2 separate regions of the Bombyx mori genome follow, and region 1 is linked to region 2. The links are chromatin contacts, called in public Hi-C maps. All regions are on one chromosome and are shown on one strand. Each heading gives the region's core, a stretch centred on a gene start, on an enhancer-like site or on the middle of the called end of the contact. The rest is flanking DNA. Distances are from core to core; before and after follow the strand shown. Region 1 overlaps LOC101742811 (protein bunched, class 2/F/G isoform). Region 2 holds the start of LOC101740983 (conserved oligomeric Golgi complex subunit 3).

Region 1 (3,513 bases), core at 215-2,714, 43 kb after region 2:
AAGTGCGGCGCTGGAAGTAATTGAAAATTTTCATCGTAATAATGAACTAATGAGTTTACGGAGATTAGCATCGAGAACTCTGCCAACGGTTTAGGATGGTTGTGTTTTGATCGTGTGTACATTGTTTATAAACAACGCAAGGTTTTAATTACCTAAATTTAAATTATATAATGGTAGTTATATTCAGAATATTTTACTAAACATTTTTAATTAAGTATTTTATTATGATAATCGCCTATGAAATATCTGGAGATTTAGTACAAAGATATTTTTCATTATAATTTTTTTCGTTTAAATTAGAATAGAACGAGCAATGGTGAAGGTTAAACTGTTATCATTTTAAAATCGTTTCGTAAGATTGTAACTTTACGCTTCGATATAATTATTATGCCTTACGCAAGAAGTACAATCAATGAAAGAGAATTGTCTTCTTATGTTTGAATATACTGTGTAGAACATAGGTATCTCAAAACAGGCAGATCGTACTGTTGGCGTATTCCTGCTCACAATAATAAAGTATGTATTATTTTTCTCATTGATGTATCGTTCGGTAAGTTCTCTTCGCAAAGTAAAACCAAGTGATGCACAGATTCAACCGTTTCATCTACAAATCGTCTTCGCTTTGAGTCTTTTTAGCAACGCCTAGTTTGGTAAATCTTATTTTCTGTTTGCATCGAATTAATAAATTCCGGCTTCGGTGACGATTCTCATACAACCTGTATCTTGTTTGCGCGAAATGGTTGCTAAAGGGAATAGAAAGACATTAAACACTGACAAGTTTTTTTTTTCTTCTATAAAATGTATTACGAAAGTATGTTAGCTCGATTTAAGCTACCACAAGCATTGATATTCATGAATTAACAAAATATTGGCAATAGCATGAAAAAATGATATGTGACGATGGCACAAACATTGTTAACGGACACGCTATCTACAGATATGCTGCTTATAAGTATATTTCATAATTTTAATGATTGATAATTTTTTCAGTTGCATTGCAAGAGCTCAAGTACATTTGTGTTATCTGTAAGTTTTTCTTGTTATCAACGTACGTTATCTTCCGGTTTAACGTTCGTGCAGCACTCTGCTGTTTGTGTTGTATGTTGGAGATAGTTTTTGTTGAAGTTAGTGATGGCATGAAGTCGAATACAAACGCCAACTGACCTGTCCAAAACGATACTCATGTGTCTGTGTAGATTTGCCTTCAGATCTTTTCTCGTATATTGTTGTTGGGAGGACGGCGGCGACGGCGCGGGGGCGGGGGCGCCCCCGGCCGCCGGTGCTCGTTTTCCGATGAGCACCTTCAGATCAGCCATCAATTTCTGAACCATGCGGGAAACGACCGGTCGCAGCGGCGTAACGTGTACTATTGAAGACACGAGCCTCAATCAATCGCGGTCGACGTGCCAAGAGCCATTGGCGCGGCCGTTGCATACGCGTGTGACGTCACTGCTGCGCGTGATAATAAGGCATCGATATCGATGGGAGCGTCGTTACAACGCGCGTGCGATCGCCGTACTGTTCGATGCCGTTTGCTTTGACCTCGAAGCCGTTTTTATAAGTGTCCGATGAGTACGCAAGACTCTGTTCCAGATATAAAATACTGTTTATATTTAGGTGGAACATCGACGGTACGCAAATTTTGTTTTCGATTGGCTGGTTAATTCGAACATGAATTCTTTATTGAAAGAGCAGATCCATCGACCGTTGTTAAGCATTAAAGTATAATAGCATAGCGTACAGTACGATAAGTAGAGTACTTATCCTCATCAATTATAATAGTTTATCTATTTATAACGATATTAGGTAATTAATATTAATAATAATAAAATTGTAACCAGGATCCCATTAAATCCAAATTTTTTTTTGTACAATAGTGGACTAACCCGTCTGATTTTTTGCTTTATTTTTGTAGATTAGTGACAATGTTGTTTCATTTTTTATATTATTCATATTTTATATTGCATATAGCTGGATCCCGCACAGCTGTAATCTTTCTGACCGATACAACCTATAATGATAAACATATTATTTTTATAGATATAAAAACAATAAATGTGGGTCGGTTGCATCGAATCACAACGACTGTGAGAGTAAATGAGGTCACGTTAGCATTGTTCAGAATCAAGAAGATTTAGGTTAAATGCTCCTCTGAACGTAAATTCGACCAAGGGCACTAAGAGACAATACCACGAGCGCGAGCTATAAAACTATAGTAATTGTGTTCTTGTTATATTTATCATCATCATCATCATCATCATTCACCTGCCCTTCTCCCAGTCACCTGGGGTCGGCGCAACATGTTTTTTTTTCCTACTTAAGCTGATGGTCCAGAGAGACCATTTCACCGGGCTAGTAGGTGAGCTCACGGGGCTCAAACCTTACCATGTTGCCAACACGAACCCTAGCAAGAGCCGTGCTTCGCACAATCTATCACCAGATCGGAAACGCGATCCACTGAGAAGATCCGGCGAGAAGTGTCTGTGGGTTAATTTACGGACCGATGACCGGTGCTTGGGGTACCTAAAAGCACTGTTAGTGGATCGGGAGGATCCGATATGACGGGTTTCTCTTTCCATACTCCTCTATCACATACCATTTCTTCGCTCACTCCCTTCTTACATATATCGTCTTTCACGAAATCCATCAATTTTTTCTTAGATCTACCTCTTCCTCTAAAGCATTCCACATTCATAGTTAAAACTGTCTCTGGTGTTACACTATTTATCTATATATATATAAATGAATTGCTGTTCGTTAGTCTCGCTAAAACTCGAGAACGGCTGGATCGATTTGGCTAATTTTGGTCTTGAATTATTTGTGTTAGTCCAGAGAAGGTTTAAAAGGTAAAAGATAAATATGAAAATGCTCGGAATTAAATAAAAATAACAATTTTGTTTTTTCCTCTGATGTGTGCCCCGTCGGACGAATCCTTTTGTTTGTTGTAACTTTATTTTATACAAAAGCTTAGGTCTTTTATTTATCGATTGAGGCACTACGAAGTCTGCCGGGTCAGCTAGTACTAATATATAAATCTACAGTGGTTTTTACGGATGTTCCGTTATAACTACTGAACCGTGCATCCGATTGACTTGAAACTTGGTATCCATGTAGAAAATACATGTACTTAATGGATAGGCTAATATTTATATGAGTGTTGGACTCCCTACAACAGTTGCGGGGGCGTTAATGATGAGAATCATTGTGGGGGTGAGAAATAATAATGTTAATTTTAAATGCCCAACGAAGCGGACGGCTACAGCTAGTATCATAATAAATATAATATTTATATATTTGAATTTTATTAACGGCGACAATAACAACTTCTATAATATGTTTATTCGAACGCGGCGCGTAAATATACGACTTTGAACGTGAATTCTAGGGTCGGCAGACTAAAGCACATAAGTCAAAATTTTCAATTTATTTTTTATTACATCGTCGGTTTACATTTTGCTCAACACACAATCTGACTAAAGCACATAAATCAAACTCAAGTATTTCATGGCGTAT
Region 2 (3,837 bases), core at 213-2,712:
CTAGCAATCCATGTATTCACCGTGCAAATACCAGATCCATTGTGTTGCTGAGAGAGGAATTGAAAAATGCCAGTAAACATGTCAACCTCCTATTCATTGGTAGCCTAAGAGGCTATTCCACCTACACTGGTGTATGAGGAGCCCCTATCAATACTCATTAGAGTCACCTCCATTTTTGGTGTGCCTAGTCAAATTTGATAAGAAAGATTCCACTACAGTGCCACCCACTGTAGATGTTCATTCAATTTACAGTAGTTCTGGTAAGTCTGAAAAGAACTGATAGCAACCAGCTATCACTTAAAATACTGCAGCACCACAAATATACAAATATTAAATGGATATTCCAATATCAGTTGTTAAAAAGAAAAATTTGCCAAAATTAAGATGGAGTTCGTTAATGGATTAACCATGTTATTGTTCCAAATTTTATTATTCGAATTATTTGAAATTGTGTTCAAATATAATAAAATTAATCATTAATTAATTCAAGACTATACTTGCTCATACCTGTTCGTTTAAAGAAATACATTCATTTCTTCTATCTTCTAATTGTTTATAATAGCATTGGTAAGGGACATCTTCAGTCTTCATATTATCATCACAGAGTCGCTCATACCATTCCAAAAAGTCATATGTTGTATCTACAGATGGTATAGATTTTTGGTCAACAGTCTCTTTTTCTATTGGTCCATTTTCCTGTAATGTGCATAGCACAAAGTTTCCATTACCACATATTTGTTTCACATAAAGAAATAGATCAGTCTTTATTTTTTTACATTTTGGGATCCTTGTTATTGGGAAAACTTTTCGCGCAAAAGGAATGCACACCTTAGTGCTTCACACTTAAAGTATACGAATTTATAGTATTCTTATTAAAATTTTTAGTGTAATCACACTTCTCAGTTTTATTTATTTATCCTATACGATTTTTGCTTACCCCCCCCCCCCCTTTTGCTCTCTTCAAACTTTGGCTATCCTGGGCACAAGCCTGTGCCCCTAATGTAAATGTAACACATATGAATAAACTATAATATTAAATTAATGTAGCTATTCGGCATAACTGTAGTCCAGTCGTGAGTAAAATATGAAGTAGCTATCTATGAATTATTATTTTTTTCGGATACTTACTCCACCCTCATCATTAACTCCTAAAATCAAAGATTCAAGATCCAAAATCGCTTCCCTCTGGTCCGAGTTGAGTGGCGCAAGTGGATTTTCAGACGATTCCCACAACAATAACTTGCTTTGTATTTCTTTTAAACTCATCGTATCCATGTTTTGAGTACGGCATAAAAGGCTAAGATAAATTTATTTTCGCTATTTTGATAATTCTATTAGGTAATTATTGATCTTGCGTACTTATTCTATAATTTCAAATCTATATTGAAATCTATATTGGATTGACTTTAATGGTTGGCAGTGTTTATTGATATTGACGAGTTTGATGACATTTGACAACTAAGTAGTAGTTCCATTTTTCCAAGTGAAAAGGCAAAGATATCACACCATACAGCGTAATGTTTTGCATGTGTATTTTATTCTCTTTCATGAAAAGAAAAGTAAAATGAAGTTTACTATTTTGATACATTAATCAATAGAGACGAAATCAACGAAATGATATGGGATGAAATATAATCTCATTAATGGTTATGTACTGAGACTTTTTCAGCGGCTTTGTTTCATTTTCCCACGTCTGTACACTTTCACAGATATTATACAGTTAATAAACTACCATTATTACATTTATTACACATTTAAACCTGAAGAAATACTAAAAAGACAAAATAAAACAATTCACACAACTTCACCCCTCACGTTCCTGCCAAAAAGTCCTAAGCTGCCAGTGGTGAAACAGTGGCAGTCTTTTCATTTTTCCAACAGGAAAGGCGAAAATATCACACCATACAGCCTAATCTTTTAGATATTTAACAATTGGAAAAATGATTAGGTCTTAATTGAGATAAAGTTGATTTATTTGATAAATTAAACTGAAAACACATTTGTGCATAAACTTGAAAAAACATTAAATCAACAAAATAAAACAATTTAAACAACTTAAATCTTCGTGTTTTTCTGCGTTTGGGGTTATTTTGTTGCACAATATTCTCTCTCTCTCTCTCTCTGTCTAGTGAAGCAGCATCAATACTTCTTTTTTCTCTAATAATTGACCATTTTTATAATCTCGACACTGGCAGCAATGGTATCACAAGAAGCCGATCGCCGAGTTAGAAGACTCACCGAATTAGCGCTATAGTGTAGAAAATGAAAATGCTATGAATATAGCAGTTTTAAGCAGATTGAAGAGGAAGTTTATGGTGCTGTCATAGAGTTAGTATACTTATTAACTCCATGGATGCTGTTTTTAAAATCTTTCCACTTACTACTATGGCGCCACCTCAATTGGCTCCCACTCAGCGGACAATTTTTAATAGACTGAAATGGCCTCCTTAGTAAACCCTCCATAGGTTTAAAATTTATATAACAAGACCATTTTCTTTTACCTAAGCCACTATAGTAAATTAAAAACCCAATAGATGGCAGCACAAAAATGTAATAACAAATTGCTACACAAGATGGCGCTCCTTGGTTTTCAATTGACAATTTTCATCATAGAAAATACAGTTTAAGTTTTCATTTACATTATCAATATTATAGGAACGAGGAAAGCATTTCTAATTGGCTTTAATTATCCAAATAAACTTTTTATTTATTACCAAATTGTATTTTATATGGCTATCACTAATAATAATAATATTACCATTTGAATTTTGTTTAGAGAGTTTAACAACTAGAAAGAAACTGTTTTTGATTTTCTTTCAAGATAACTTTTCACCTCCATCAGATTCGTTTTTTTTTTAAATAAATCGTTCATTGCATATGTCTTAAAAAGCTGGTTTCACAGAACAGGTTTACTTTTTGATACCCGTTTCGAGATACCAGAGATCACAACGTGCGATGTTACATATAATTTTGCGGATACAGCTTTTGAAATACTTGAATTTTAGGGCATAACAACTAAATAATTAAAGTCAGGCATCAAAGTCAACAAGATATTTCTAAACTTTCAATGAATAATTTATCTCTTTATTCCAAACTGACTATTACTTCGTGAAATAGTTTTAAAGGGCTTTCTTCAAACTACTTGCCTTGGAGCTACAAGTTGATTACTTTATAATTTAGTATTCATTGCGACTTAATTGTTATGTATAGTTTAAAAACCAAATTCGCTATTTTTCGTTGCGCTTTCACTTTGACCGCCAGCTTTATGTGTTAAACATGTAGAAAAGCTCACAACCCACTTGGTATTAGGAGGTTGCCGGATCCCCTTGCCGTCACAACGTCATTGCCACCATCCAGTGTCAGCTTTGAAGTTTATCTGAATTGTATTGTATCATCGCAGAAATAGGCGGAATAATTGTTAAGTTAGATTTTTATTTCATGATCGAATTCATTAATAAAATTGTTATTTTATTGCCATCTGTTCATTTCTTAATTTAATTACATATAATTCTTCAGTTACCTCGAATAGGGTATAAAATTCGTTTAAGGCAATTTCTTACTTAAAAAATTAAGGAATAAGTTGAAAACAAACAAATAATTTGAGTAGTTTTGCATTTATTGGATACGAGGAACCTTTCTTGTCAACATAAGCTACAATGGACTTCTGTTTACATTTATATTTACAAATTTCAGTATCATTAATATAATTCAATTTATTTTCTAAACTAATTTAATATTACATATTTAATTCTTTTTTTTTTGTTACGAATAAAATTACTGTATATTCACAATAATCACGAATAACTAAAACGAAATCTATACACTTGATAGTAGATA

What was found. A called contact is a pair of places that touch in the nucleus more often than the background predicts.
Region 1: a Hi-C map of whole pupa shows a contact between it and region 2, with 1.8 times the contacts expected there. The contact joins the enhancer-like site here to the promoter of LOC101740983 in region 2. A contact is called at or near these places in 3 of 7 Hi-C or Micro-C datasets (middle silk gland and whole pupa).

The regions. Positions count from the first base shown.
Region 1 is chr5:3,615,682-3,619,194 of ASM3026992v2, forward strand. All of the region lies in intron 3 of LOC101742811 (protein bunched, class 2/F/G isoform), which reads right to left. Among protein-coding and RNA genes, the nearest start is that of LOC101740983, 43 kb to the left of the region's middle. Within about 2 kb of position 1,465, at least 7 of the 8 cell types and tissues checked have open chromatin away from gene starts, as enhancers often do.
Region 2 is chr5:3,573,036-3,576,872 of ASM3026992v2, forward strand. It overlaps LOC101740983 (conserved oligomeric Golgi complex subunit 3), which reads right to left and starts at 1,463. Exons shown (of 11, transcript XM_038010831.2): 1 at 1,129-1,463; 2 at 508-696. The coding sequence starts at 1,275. It overlaps LOC101742811 (protein bunched, class 2/F/G isoform), which reads right to left. Exons shown (of 5, transcript XM_062668560.1): 5 at 3,599-3,837.